2 separate regions of the Canis lupus genome follow, and region 1 is linked to region 2. Evidence: chromatin contacts called from public Hi-C data. All regions are on one chromosome and are shown on one strand. Each heading gives the region's core, a stretch centred on a gene start, on an enhancer-like site or on the middle of the called end of the contact. The rest is flanking DNA. Distances are from core to core; before and after follow the strand shown.

What was found. Hi-C and Micro-C count contacts between places; a contact is called where the count stands out from the background.
Region 1: a contact with region 2 is called in a Hi-C map of skin fibroblasts, with 2.6 times the contacts expected there. The contact joins the enhancer-like site here to the promoter of CAMK2G in region 2. A contact is called at or near these places in 6 of 9 Hi-C or Micro-C datasets (amygdala, blood and skin fibroblasts).

The regions. Positions count from the first base shown.
Region 1 is chr4:25,076,262-25,083,443 of UU_Cfam_GSD_1.0, reverse strand. No RefSeq gene overlaps it. Among named protein-coding and RNA genes, the nearest start is that of PLAU, 18 kb to the right of the region's middle. Within about 2 kb of position 1,868, at least 5 of the 20 cell types and tissues checked have an H3K27ac peak or open chromatin away from gene starts, as enhancers often do.
Region 2 is chr4:25,030,744-25,037,112 of UU_Cfam_GSD_1.0, reverse strand. CAMK2G (calcium/calmodulin-dependent protein kinase type II subunit gamma) reads left to right here and starts at 4,752. Exons shown (of 23, transcript XR_005357965.1): 1 at 4,752-4,958; 2 at 6,326-6,369. LOC111095488 (a long non-coding RNA gene) reads right to left here and starts at 4,372. Exons shown (of 3, transcript XR_005357967.1): 1 at 3,780-4,372.

The DNA.
Region 1 (7,182 bases), core at 619-3,118, 49 kb before region 2:
TGGCTTATTCTTAGTCTCAGGGTTTCTCAACCTTGGCACTATTGACACCGGGGACCACATAGTTCTTTGCTGTGTGTAGCTGTTCTATGCACTGAAGAATGTTAGTTAACCCTAGATGCCAGTAGCATCTCCCCACTTATGGTAACCAAAACTGTTTCCAGAAACTTCCACCTCTAGAGGAGCAAAATCACCACTCCTTGTTGAGAACCACCGTTCTATGAATGAGGAGTTAGCATGACAGACTGAGTGAGACCCCAGTTCTGCCCTGGGCTAGCTGTATGCCTAGAATCCATAATATTTCCTAAATGACCCTATAGTATTTCTGGATGAATTTAACTTCTCTGATCCTCAATTTCCTCATAAAATAGAGGAAAATGATAATAAATATCTCATGGGCTTGTTGGGAGGGTTAAATGAAGTGACTCATGTAGAAAGATTAAAGTGATTGGCACAAACGAGCATTCCAATACCTGTGGGTTATTATTTACCCCTTTCCCTCCAGGGCTCCACACCTGCTTTCAGAGTGACCACTAACTGACCTTAAACTGCCTTATAAAACATTTCAAAGCATTTCATTCTGACCTTCCCTCTCAAACTTCATTTCCTTAACATTGCCTCCAGCTCAACACCCCAGACCTATTGACTGCTTGCAATTCCAGGGAAGCAGTCAACTTTTTTATGGCTCCTGTGGTCTTCGTGCATGCATGCTGTTCCTTATGCTCAGTATTCTCTTCCCCTCCCCTGGCTGACTGCTGCGTACCTTTCAGGTCTCAGTATGGGCAGCACCAAGTCCAGGAAGGCTTCACCTCCCAAGCCAGGACAGAGGGAGCCTCCTTCCACTCCTGTCATTTTGTTTCTGATACTTGCATGGCCATTGCCCAGTTCTCTGAACTACTCTCCTGACTGGGATCTCTGTGAGGCAAGGGATGCTGTGTTGCTCTATGCAGAGTCTCTGGAAACTTGCTCAGTGCCTGATGTCCAACAGGGACTTTGTAACGTTTGTACAGTTGATGCCTAACTTGATGAACTGCTTCAACATTAATATGGAAAAATTTCTCTTCCTTCCCAGATAACCAGGCATTAATCTTTCCATTTGAATAGGTAGTATTTGAAAATGGAACAAAATTCGAGTTATTAAAAGGTATAGGGAGGGGGCCCCCTGGGTGGTGCAGTTAGTTAAGCATCAATTCTTGGTTTCAGCTCAGGTCATGATCTCAGGGTCCTGAGATCAAGCCCCGAGTCAGAGTCCACACTCAGCATAGAGTCTGCTTGAGATTCTCTCTCTTCCTCTCCCTCTGCCCCTCCTGCTTGTGCTTTCTCTCTCTCTCTCTCTCTCAATAAATAAATAAAATCTTAAAAAAAAAAAAAGATATATGGAGAAGAGTAAGGCTCCCTCTCCCATCCTGCAGCTCCCTGGTCTCCCTCCCTAGAGGTCACTACAGTACTGGGCAGCCTTCCACTGATGTCCAACTATGTGCTTATGTGCTCCCCCACTGTCAGGACTCCAGCCGAGGCAGCCAGCATGCATCCTCTCCGTTCCCCAAATCCCACTTGCCATACTCAAGAAAATGGATACATTGGGGGCAGGAAACAAACTTTTGACTCTTTTCAAAGGCAGCATGATAGGAGATGGCAGATGGCAGGGGTGACAGCAAAGGGGAAATCTGGTAGTTCCCAGCATGGTCACCACCCCAAAATCTCCTCAACTGTCTACACACACATGAACACACGCACGCACATACGTACACATACCCAGAATAAAAGCAGAAGCTGTGGGGACATCCCCTGGAGCACTGTCACCTGCAGAGCCTCACCCTCTCCCTCACTACCTTGAGAAATCTGAGGGAGAGGGAGGGTCAGGCCCAGCTTCAGGCTTCCTCCTTCCTCCCCAATTAGAGGAAGCCAGTTTCAATGCTGAGTCACTTCCCATGGGGTTGGGCTTTACCTGGGGGTCTGAGTCACCACACAGGTGCCAGTGAGGGAGAGGTGCTGTCCGATATGACACATCTGCTTGCCCAGGAAGGACATTAGCCATTGGGGGTTGTGGAAACTACTGCAAGTCTGACCCTGGGTGCTAAGAACCCATGCTGTTCTGTGAAGGTCTTTGGAGTTCTGGGCCAAGGGCAAGCCTTTGGCTCCTTTGTTTCTCTAACACCTTTTCCTTTCTCCTTCTCATCCCCCTCTACCCATGGGGAATGAGCCATCCTGACCTGCAGCTCCCAGCACCTCTGTGGATAAAGCCACAACACTCCTGAGAGGACAGGGGTAAAGGCCCCTGAGTCCCAGGCACTTCATGGGGCTTCCATAAATGTTATTTGCCTTCTCCTCTCTCTGGATTGAGGAGAAAGTCCAGGGCCTGAGAAGTACCAATAAGCATACTGATTCCAAGGTAGCCTCAGCACCTGACCTAATATCTCTCTCTCTCTCTCTCTTTTTTTTTTTTTTTAAGATTTATTTATTTATTCATGAGAGACACAGAGAGATAAAGAGGCAGAGACACAGGCAGAGGGAGAAGCAGGCTCCATGCAGGGAGCCCAATGCAGGACCCAATCCCAGGACTCCAGGACCACTCCCAGAGCCCAAGGCAGACACCCAACCGCCAAGCCACCCAGATGTCCCCTGACCTAATATCTCAACCATGCCAGGGGCGTCCCAGAGCTGGCCAGAGGTGACCAACCAAACCCTGGGAGAGGCTGGACTCTGTCCTGGGAATCTTCACCTTGGCTTGGCTTTCACTGTGCCTGTAGCAACTGTTTCCACTCCTATTAAGCTGTACTAACTGTAGTAGGCTTAATAATTGCCTCCCAAAGATGTCCACATCCTAATCCCCAGAATTTATGAATCCCAGTTCACATGGCAAAGGAGACTTTGCAGATGCAATTGAGTTAAGGATCTTGAGATGGGGAGATTATCCTGGATTATCCAGGTGGACCCAATATCATCACAAGGGTCCTTATAAGAGGGAACAAGAGGAACCAGAGTGAAAAGAGGGTCTGTCACGATGTAAACAGAAGTCAGAGTGATATGGGACCTGACGCCAAGGACGGAAGGCAGCCTTTAGAAGCTAAAAGGCAAGAAAAGAGATTCCGCCTAGAGCTTCAGTCTTACTGACTCATTTTGGACTTTTGACCTCTAGAACCATAAAATAATATATCTGGTTATTTTAAGCCACTAAATTTGTGGTCTTTTGTTACACTAACAGTAGAAACTAATACAGATTTTGGTACTGGGAGTAGGGTGTTGATATAACAAATACCTTAAAAACCAAGTAGCTTTGGAATTGGTCCATAGGCAGTGGACAGAAGAATTTTAAGAATGATAGAAAAATCCTAGGCCGCCTTGAACAGACTTGTTAGTAGAACTATGGATGTTGAAAATTGCTAATGAGGAGTAAGAAGGAAGTGAGGAGCACAGTAGAGAGAAAACCTATTTTGTCTTAGAGAATATCTAAATCATCACAAACAGAATGCTAGTAAAAATATGAAAATTAAAGGAGTTGCTGGTGAAGGCTTAGAAGTAAGGAATATTTTATTGAAACCTGGAGGAAGGGATGCCTGGGTAGCTCAGTGGTTGAGTGTCTGCCTTTGGCTCAGGGTGTGATCCTGGAGTCCTGGGATCAAATCCCACATCGGGCTCCCTGCATGGAGCCTGCTTCTCCCTCTGCCTGTGTTTCTGCCTCTCCCTCTCTGTGTCTCTTGTGAATAAATAAGTAAAATCTTAAAAAGAAAGAAAGAAAGAAAGAAAGAAAGAAAGAAAGAAAGAAAGAAAGAAAGAAAGAAAGAAAGAAAGAAAGAAAGAAAGAGAAAGATGGAGGAAAGAGAGGAGGGGTCTTTGTTATATAGTGGTGGGAAACTTATCCAAATTGTATCCTTCAGTTATATGGAAAGCTGGAAAGCAGAACTTGTGAGGAATGAACTTGGATATTTAGCTTAGGAGATTTCCAAAGAAAGTATTGAAGGTGCAATCTGGCTTATTTTTGTTCTTTATAGTAAAATGTGAGAGAAAGAGATAGAGGGAAGAACTATAAACAAAAGAGAAGTAGGACTAGTGATTTGGGAAATTCTCAGCCTATCTAGATTGGCAAGGGTGCTAAAATTAGAAGAATCACTGTCAGAAATGAATACTCTGGGGAGAAAGCCAAACATGTGACTAGACAACCTTTTGTTAATGCCTTGAAGGATCAAAAGGTATTCATTTACCCAGAGGACTCTTCTGAAAATATTAGGCATGTGACTCATGAAACCCCACCACCACCTCAGTAGAATCCAGAAATAGAGGTGGGACCATCCAGGAAAAATCTGTGGAGGAGACTTTTGTCTAATGAAGTGAATGTCTGTGACATACATGGGAGACCTACAGGTTCTTGGGAATTTTATACCAGCAGAAACAATGTCAACTTGGATTGAAAGGGACAGAGAACAAACAAAATGAAAGAAATCTGATAGACTCCCAACATTCTATAGGCAAGAAACAAGATGATAAAAATTACTCAGCTGCAAACAGAATTATCATTCAAGTAAAAGATGGAACAACTAAGAGAGAGGGGCAAGCCCAGAGGTCAGAGTCTCAAGCCCCAGAGGATTATTCCCAGGCCTTGAAACCTAAAGGAGTTTGCCCAGCTATATTTTGGAATTTCTTAGGACCAGTGACCTTTTTTCCTTTCATTTTCTCCCTTTTCTTGAGTGAGAATGTCTAAAACTATTATTCAATACCTATCCCTGAAAGCTGATGACTTGTTTCCTGAGTTTCACCAGTGCACAGATGGAGGGAAAATGGTCCTCAGAATGGATTGTACCCAGTGTCTCACTCATATTTTATTTAGAATATTTAGATGATGAGATGTAAAGGATTTTGAGCTGATAAGATTTTTTAAAGATTTTATTTATTTATTCATGAGAGACACAGAGAGAGAGGCAGAAACATAGGCAGAGGGAGAAGCAGGCTCCCTGTAGGGAGCCCAGTGTGGGACTCGATCCCAAGACCCTGGGATCATGCCCTGAGCCAAAGGCAGACGCTCAACCACTGAGCCACCCAGGTGTCCCAAGCTGATAAAATTTAGGTCAGATTTTAGACTTTGAGTGATACCCTGATGGATTGAGATTTTGCAGGAGGTTGGAATAGAGTGGGTGTGTTTTGTATATGAAATAAATGTGAAGCTTTAGGGTCCAGAGGTTAAACTGTGGTAGGCTGAGTAATGACCCTCAAGAATATCCACATCTTAATTCCTGGAATCTGTGAATATGTTAGCTGACGTGGCAAAAGGGACTTTGCTGATGTGATTAAGTTAAGGATTTTAAGATGGGGAGATTATTCTAGATTATCTGAGAGGGGACAGTGTAATCACAATGGATAAGGGGATTCTTAAAAGAGGGAAAAAGGAGGATCAGAGTGAGAGAAGGTGTGATGACAGAAGCCAAGGCTGAAGTGATGTGGAGTCATGAGCCAGGGAATGTAGGTAGCCTTTAGAAGCTGGAAAAGGCAAAGAAATGGATTCTGCTCCCCTAGAGCCTCCAGAAGGAACACCGCCCTGCTGACCAATTTTGAACTTCTGACCTCAAGAGCTATAGAATAATACATTTGTGTTATTTTAAATCACTAAATTGTAGTAATTTATTGCAACAGCAGTAGGAAACTAATACACTAACCCTCTTCGGGATCCCTGGGTGGTGCAGCGGTTTGGCTCCTGCCTTTGGCCCAGGGTGCAATCCTGGAGACCCGGGATCGAATCCCACGTCGGGCTCCCGGTGCATGGAGCCTGCTTCTCCCTCTGCCTGTGTCTCTGCCTCTCTCTCTCTCTCTCTCTGTGACTATCATAAATAAATAAAAATAAAAAAATTTAAAAAAAAAATACACTAACCCTCTTCATTCACCAAGTTCCATACCATTCAAGCCAACCTGCTCATCTTCCACCTGAGACACTCTGCCTTTTTATCTCCTCTAGACTTCCAACTTGACATTTATAACTAATTTCCCCTCCAGACTTCCACCAACTCTTTCCTTGGCACTCCTTCACTTTCTCTTGTTTCCTGATCCTTCCCAGATCTGCATTAGCCTTTAACTGGATGGTTTAACCTAAACAATATATTAAAATCATTTGGATGTGGCTGGATGGGATGGGGATAAGGGAGGGGGAAGATTTGTAAAAATATTGAAGCCCCAGCCTGGACAGACTAAAGCAGACTCTCAGGTATGTCATTATTAAAGCTCCCAGGTGGTTCTAATGTGCATACTATCATCGAGAACACCTGCCAACGTGTTGCTCCAGGGTTATCAAACTTTTATATGCATAAAAATTACCTAGAGAACTCTGGATGTTAAGTGCCAGGATCTCAGGCCCAGAGTCTGGTTCAATACATAAGATACTCAGATCCTACTCTTCTGACAATCTCCCCGGAGGGTAAGATGCAGGTGGCATTTGGAACTTTAAGAGACATTTCCACAGCCTCCTGTCTGCTCTCTCCCCCAAGAGACTCAGCTAATTGATAAGATGAATTCCTTAGATCAATGATTCTCAATCTTTGATGAATATCAGAAGCACCTAGGGAGCTTGCTAAAAATACAGTTTCCCAGACGCCAATCCAGTTTCGTTTAACCAGGTTATGGTTAACAAGCTCCCCAGGAAGTTTGGGTTCATACTTCAGTCTGAGAATAAGTGCCTTAAATCAGTGATTCTCAAATTTGAGTATGTAACAGAATCACCTGCAGGGCTTCTTAAAACAGATTGTTGTGCTCCAACTCTAGAGTTTTTAATTCAGTTAGTATGGGATAGGGCCTAATAATTTGCATTTCTAACAAGTGCCAGGTGATGCTGAAGTTGCTGATTTAAGAACCAAACTTGGAGGACCACTACTTTGTTTGTTTGTTTGTTTGTTTGTTTGTTTGTTTGTTTGTTTAAAATAAGCTATATGCCCAATGTGGGACTTGAACTTGTACTTACAACTGAGATCTGGGGTCCCTTACTCTACCGACTGAGTCAGCCAGGAGCCCCAGAGAACCACCACTTTAGATTGATGTTCTAAGCAAAGTGTTTATTTCATCATATGCCTTTCTCCGTCCTTTCTCCTGATTCAGCCATGAAAGAGTCAGCCAAGGAGAAAGAAAGGGCTAAGGCAAGTAGCCAAAGGAGTTTTGACCTGAGGAGGTTAAAAGAGAGGCTATCAGAGAAGGACTTCTGGTAAGCTC
Region 2 (6,369 bases), core at 3,503-6,002:
GGACTGAGGATGGGAAGGCGGAAACCAGACTGCCCTTTGGAACCAATCCTCTAGCTTGAAAATGGAAGGAAATTTCTCCCTGTTAGTCCCTCAGCCCCTCCCTCCAAATACCACTGTTCCTCACATTATATACTCCTACAACTTATCCAAAATTCTGAACTCAGCTCATTCCCAGCACCTCAGACACTTCAGTTCCTCACATCAAAGTTTTTAGACCTCACCCTGAATGTCCTCAGCCTCTCAACCCAACATCTCAGCCCCTATGCCCAATTCTTCAGAGCTCAGCCCCTCATTTAAAATTCCTCAGCTCCTCTTTTAAGAAGTACTGTAGTTATGGGTTAAATCTGTGGTTTCTAATCCTTTTTTTCAGCTCTTCAACACAGCAGGGATGGGAAAACACTCTCACTAAGGACAATCGCTGTTGGAAATAGTTACTGAGGATGGGGCATATCAACTATTCTGTGCATGGTTGTGATTTGATGTGTCTTCCAGGGGAGAAAGGGGCATCCCTCACTAGGCCCCCTAGTTTAGAACTTGTTTATTTAAATGTTTTCATTTGTCAGGGTGTCTGCCTAGCTCAGTTGGAAGAGCATGCGACTCTTGATCTCAGTCAGGGTCGTGAATTTGAGTGGGTGCTGGTTACACGAGGGCAAGAATTTTGTCAAATCGTTCTCTTAGGTTTCCATGTGACTGGAACAGATGTGATAAAAAAAATTAAAGAAATGAATGAATGAGTATCTCCATTGAGTAAGTGTCTGGATTCAGGAATCAGATTAGATGGCGATAAAGCCACACCTTGGGTTTAAGATACCAATGTAGATCCCATTGATGGTATGAGCACATCTGAATTGAAGCCCCCATGCCATTTACCACTCTGGGTGTAGCGATTACTTAAACAAATAAAACTGAAAAAAGAAATTTAAGAGTTTTCATTTGTCTTTCTCACTCTTTTTTTTTAAATTTATTTTTAATTTTTATTTATTTATGATAGTCACAGAGAGAGAGAGAGAGAGAGAGGCAGAGACACAGGCAGAGGGAGAAGCAGGCTCCATGCACCAGGAGCCCGACGTGGGATTCGATCCCGGGTCTCCAGGATCACGCCCTGGGCCAAAGGCAGGCGCCAAACCGCTGCGCCACCCAGGGATCCCTCACTCTTCTTTTTTAAAAAAGAAAATTTCATTTATTTGAGAGAGCGAGAGAGCACGCACGCCCGCGCGCACAAGCAGGGGGAGGGGCAGAGAGAGAGGGAGAAGCAGACTCCCCGCTGAGTAGACAGCCAAATGCAGATGTGGGGCTCTATCTCAGGACCCTGAAGGATCATGACCTGAGCTGAAGGTAGAGGCTTAACTGGCAGAGCCACCCAGGTACTCCTTTCTCACTCTTATCCTCATTGTCATATTTTGTTACTAGTTTCAAGTACCTCACCACTAATAATTTCCTCAGAGTCCTTGGAGAGAGGCCATGACCTCACCACCCAGAATTCTCCAAAACTAGCATTAGAACCTTAGAGTTGGAGGGGACTTTAGAAGCCACTGCTGTGAGTTTCAAACTTCTTTCAGGAACATTTTTTTAGCCAGAGATTCTTCTTCAACAAAATCTTATGCGGAACCCCAATATATATGTTGAGCAGCTGCTGAGGCATGACCTGTAACCTGTAGGTTTCTGTGGAATGTGGATTGAAAGCCCCTCATGGGCACAAGACTAAATCTTTCCCAAATTTATTTTACAACATCCTCCAACAAGCAGGTAATTATTCTGTTTCCAAGAGTGTCATCCCCCTTGCATTTAAAGCACCTCACTTTCAATTGCCCCATTTTCCTCAGGTCTGAAGAATAAGTACCTTTATACTCTAAAATTGCTTTTGAAAATTTGGGAGGGAAGCTTCTTGAATTCATGGGGCAAATCCTGTGGTGTAATTTTTGGAGACTTCAAGGAGAGGGATGGGAAGAATGACAGAGGGTCCCACCCAGTGGAGCCCCTCTGGTGATTACCAGAGCATCAATTTCCTGTGTGATTTCCCATTCCCTGCGCTGTGGGCACAGCCTGAGTGCTGGTGCTGCCCAGGGGACTGGCTGCAACCGAAGCAGCGCAGCTCTAGGACCCCATGAGGTTGCCATAGATACTGATGCGCAGGGAGCTAGTGAACTCGTTATTATTTATATGTAGCTTCCCTCTAATTGCTGTGGGATAGCTGGAGGTTGTGTGGGTACTACAGCAGTGGGGATCAGGAGGGTGTGTGTTTGTGTGTGCACACAAAGGTGTCTCTAGGCTCCACATTGCCACTCTGGCCACGTCAGAGTCTGACCAGTTGACAGAAGTAGTGAGAGAGGGAGAAGCGAAGTAGACATAGAAAGGAAAAAGGAGAGAGTGATTTGAGTTTTGTTGTAATTGTAAAGCCTAACTTTCCACTTTATTTGGACGTTTCTCAAAATGAGAGGCATCGCCAAGCACATAGTAGGCAGTCGATAAACATTCGTTGAAAGGCAGCTAGTTCCACTTACATGGTAGTGTGAGTCATTCCCCAGGCTTTCCCCCACTATTTTTCTCATCATTCTTCCTTTTGCCCAGACATTCAATGAGAAGAGCTTTATAAGGTTACCCTCAAATACCCAGCATAGAAGGCTCACCCTCAGTAAGGAAGATAGCCCCCCTCACAGTGGGTACCTGGGAGTTGTAGTCCTGATTTTACATTTTTTTCCCTGGGATACCCTAGGGGACTTCACACCAGCCCTAGCTTGTTCTGATCTCCCTCCATCTTCTCGCTGCCCCTGACGTTAATGAATACAAAGTTTCAGCATGAGGAGGGCAGGAGCCAAGCTGTCCTGAGGGCTCGGAAGGGCACATGGATGACTAATATGCAGCCCCTATTTCTGGAGTGCAGACTAGACATCACTTCTGCCTTTAAGGTGGATGACAGAAATTCAGGACTGTCATCCCCACAGATAATCTCACGGCCTTGCCCCACGCTGGGACTTGGAGCTCAGGCTCTCACCCCAGTGCTTTGAGATAGGAAGTGGCCTTACTCCCCAGCGCTTCACTTCCTGTTGCCCTGGGGAGGGGTGGGGCATGGTGATCTGTTCACCTCAGCCCCTTCCTCTGGCTGGCCCTCTGTGCCCTCCTCCCAGGCAATCTGTTAAAGCTTTTCCTCTCCTATTCCCTTAATCGCCCCCACTGGGCAGTCTGGTTCTCCCCAGCTCTCAGGGCTGTTGGGTGAGGAAAGGAGGGGAGCCTTCCCTGGGAGCTTTGCTCCACCCACCCCCTCAGGGAGGCAGCCTGGGAGCCTGGGAGCCTCTCAGCTGCCTTCTCGGTGAGCCAGCCCGCTGACAATGGAGGCCTGACTCCCAGTGGGCGTCCTGCTGTAATCAAGACTGAGCCGCAGCAGTTGGCCCAACTCCATCTTGCCCAGTTGGGGCTGGCCCCTGACTTGGGGTACAGCTGCCTGGGCAGGGCAGCTTGGGAACCCGCCCAGCTCATTTCTCCTCCACGGAGACAGTTAATGTGCCTCAGTTCCTACTGTCCTCTGATAGTGGGGACAGAGGAAGGGGTGGTAACTCCCCTTGCCAGGGCCCCAAGTAGTCCCTTCATTCCACAAATGTTTACTGAGGGACTAGGGCTAAGTATACAATGGTGAACAGAGGAGGCAAAGGCCCTGCTCTATTGGAGCCTACAATTTAGTGGGAAGGCAAATATTAAACAAATAATAATAGCTACCTCTGTTCTAATTAGATGCCAGGAGCTACTCAAGCTGCTTTATGTGATTTGGCCTGTTTAATACTCACAATCCTGTGAGGTAGGTGCTACCATTCTTCTCAGTTTTCAGATAACGTACTGACACACACAAAGATGAAGTGACTTGCCCAACATCACACGGCTGGTCAAAGAGTTGCCCGGAGATCCAAGCAGGCAGTCTGACATCAGAATCCAGTGTCTGGACGACCACATTCTAGCTCTACCGCCTCTCACAGCAGTAAATTAAAACATATCATTACAAAATGTGGTGAGTGCCATGAAATGAAAATATACAGGGGGCCCTGCAAGAAAATGGGGATACTTTCTCCTTCCTTCCGCTTGCTCCTCGGGCCCACAACCACACAAAACCTCGGTGATGGGTCCCACCTCAGCCCTCTCATTACTGGCCTGAGAGAGAAAGGACGGTCTCTCCTCTCCAAGGCGGGAGGGGCAGGAAGGCAGAGTCCCACCTGCATCCTCGGCCCCGGCCTGGTCTCCCTGAGCAAACCGTGCCTGAAGGGTTTTATCTAATAATGGCCCTGAGGCTTAGCCAGGTCTAGACTATCAGCTCCCAGAGGGAAGGCTGCTGAGAGAGCGCGCCCCGCACAGGCGGGTGCGGCCTGACAGCGACTTTTTGACCTTGGCGCTCTCTCCACAGGGCGGCAGCGGGGCCGGGGGCGAAGGGCCGCGGGAAAACTCTGCGGGCCCGACCGCGCGGCGCCCCCGGCCCACGCACGCAGCACGCACGTTCCGAGCCCGCGCAGGGCCGGCTCTGGGACAAACCCGCAGGTCGCGAGGCTTCCGGCTCCCCCGGGGGGGCCCGCGCCGGGACCCCCGCGCCCCCGCGCCCCCGCGCTCCGGCGCTCCCCGGCGCGCGGCCGGCCGGGCGGCTCCCGGGGCGGGGCGGGGCGGGGCGGGGCGGGGCCGGCGGCGGGAGGCCCCTCCCCGGGGCGGGCCGGGGGCCGGGCGGGGGGCCGGCGGGGCTGGGGGCGGGGCGGGCGGGCGGGCGCGGGGGTGTCCCTCCCTCCCTCGCTCTCCCCGGTAAAGTCTCGCGGTGCTGCCGGGCTCAGCCCCGTCTCCTCCTCTTGCTCCCTCGGCCGGGCGGCGGTGACTGTGCACCGACGTCGGCGCGGGCTGCACCGCCGCGTCCGCCCGCCCGCCAGCATGGCCACCACAGCCACCTGCACCCGCTTCACCGACGACTACCAGCTCTTCGAGGAGCTCGGCAAGTACGGCCCGCCCGCCGCGCGCCGCGGCCCCCCACCCGGTCCCCGCCGCCCGGGCGCTATGCGGCTCCTCGCCCCGCCCCCCGGCCCTGCACCGGCCGCTGCGGCGCCCCCTCGGCCCGCCCCACCCCCAGCCTTTCCCGCCCGCCGCCTCCGGGGCCCCCTGGCCCCCTGGCCCCCAGCTCGCTGCCCCGCAGCCCCCTCCGCGCCCTGCAGCAGCTGCCCGGGCTGCTGCACACCGCGCTGCCGCGGGGACCGCAGCCCCCGGACCGTTCCTGGGCGCCCTCCAGCCCCGCCCCTCCCTCACAGGCGCCCCCCACTCTGCCCCCGCCTGCTCGCCGCGCCCCCTCCTCACCCTGCTCTGGAGCTCACTCAGCACCCTGTCCCACGTCCCACGCGCCTGGCACTCTGGACCCTCCGCGGCCCTGCAGCTCCAACCCCGCTGCGGTGCCCGAGTGGGGGGGGGGGATGTTTGGTGCCCGGCCCCGCCCCCCGCTAGTGATGCTTCCAGGATCCCAGCCCCGCTGCTGGGCAGTGCTGCAGCACCCCCTTGTCCCCTCCCCCTATCCCTGCAGTGGTCCCGGGAGCCGCGCGCCGCAGCCGCAGCATCCCCCTCCCCTCTGCACTGAGCTGGCCGCTGCAGCAGCCCCGGCCCCCCCACCCCCACCCGCGGCGCCGAGCCCGGCCACTGCAGCCCCCGCCCTGCCCGCCCCCCTAGACGTTTCCAGAGCCAGAGAGTGCGAGCTCCCATTTGGGGGGGAAAGTAGTGGAAAAAATCGTGGGGTAGGGGAGCTATGGATGTCTGAGACCCACAACTAGATCCTGTCTTTCCCCGCCGCCAGTCGAGCCGGGGATGCAGTGGGATGATGCCGGCTGTTAGGGGTTTGAGCCTCACTTTCTCACCTTCCCCCAGGATTGAGGGAGATTTCTCTCCCGCAATCATACCCTCTTTCTAATCTCTCCTTCCCCTACCCTCAACTATTCCTGCTGAGAGAAGGGCAGGGTCTGTCCCTTCTCCTGGTTCTCTTGGCCGGGACTGCAGGGCTGTCCGTGAGATGCAGCAGGTGTGTGTTTTAAGCATTGCCCACCGGCTCTTGATGTACAGCCTGAGGTTGGGGCTGTTGCTTTGTCCAGCGACTAGAGATGTGAGGGTGGGATGAGGTGGTCCCCCCCCACCCCCCGCATCCGTTCAGTGTCCTGCAGTGGCCACATCTTTCTACCCCACGTTAGAGGGTGATGGCCACTATGCTGATGTGTCTGATTTTGACTGAAGGGCTGGTGATGGGAGCATCGCTGTTCTCAGACCTGAAGCGTGTCTGTGTCACTCTGCTCTGCTCCGTGTCCCAGTTCTTTCCCCCTTCTCCCTCCAGGGGTGCTTTCTCTGTGGTCCGCAGGTGTGTGAAGAAAACCTCCA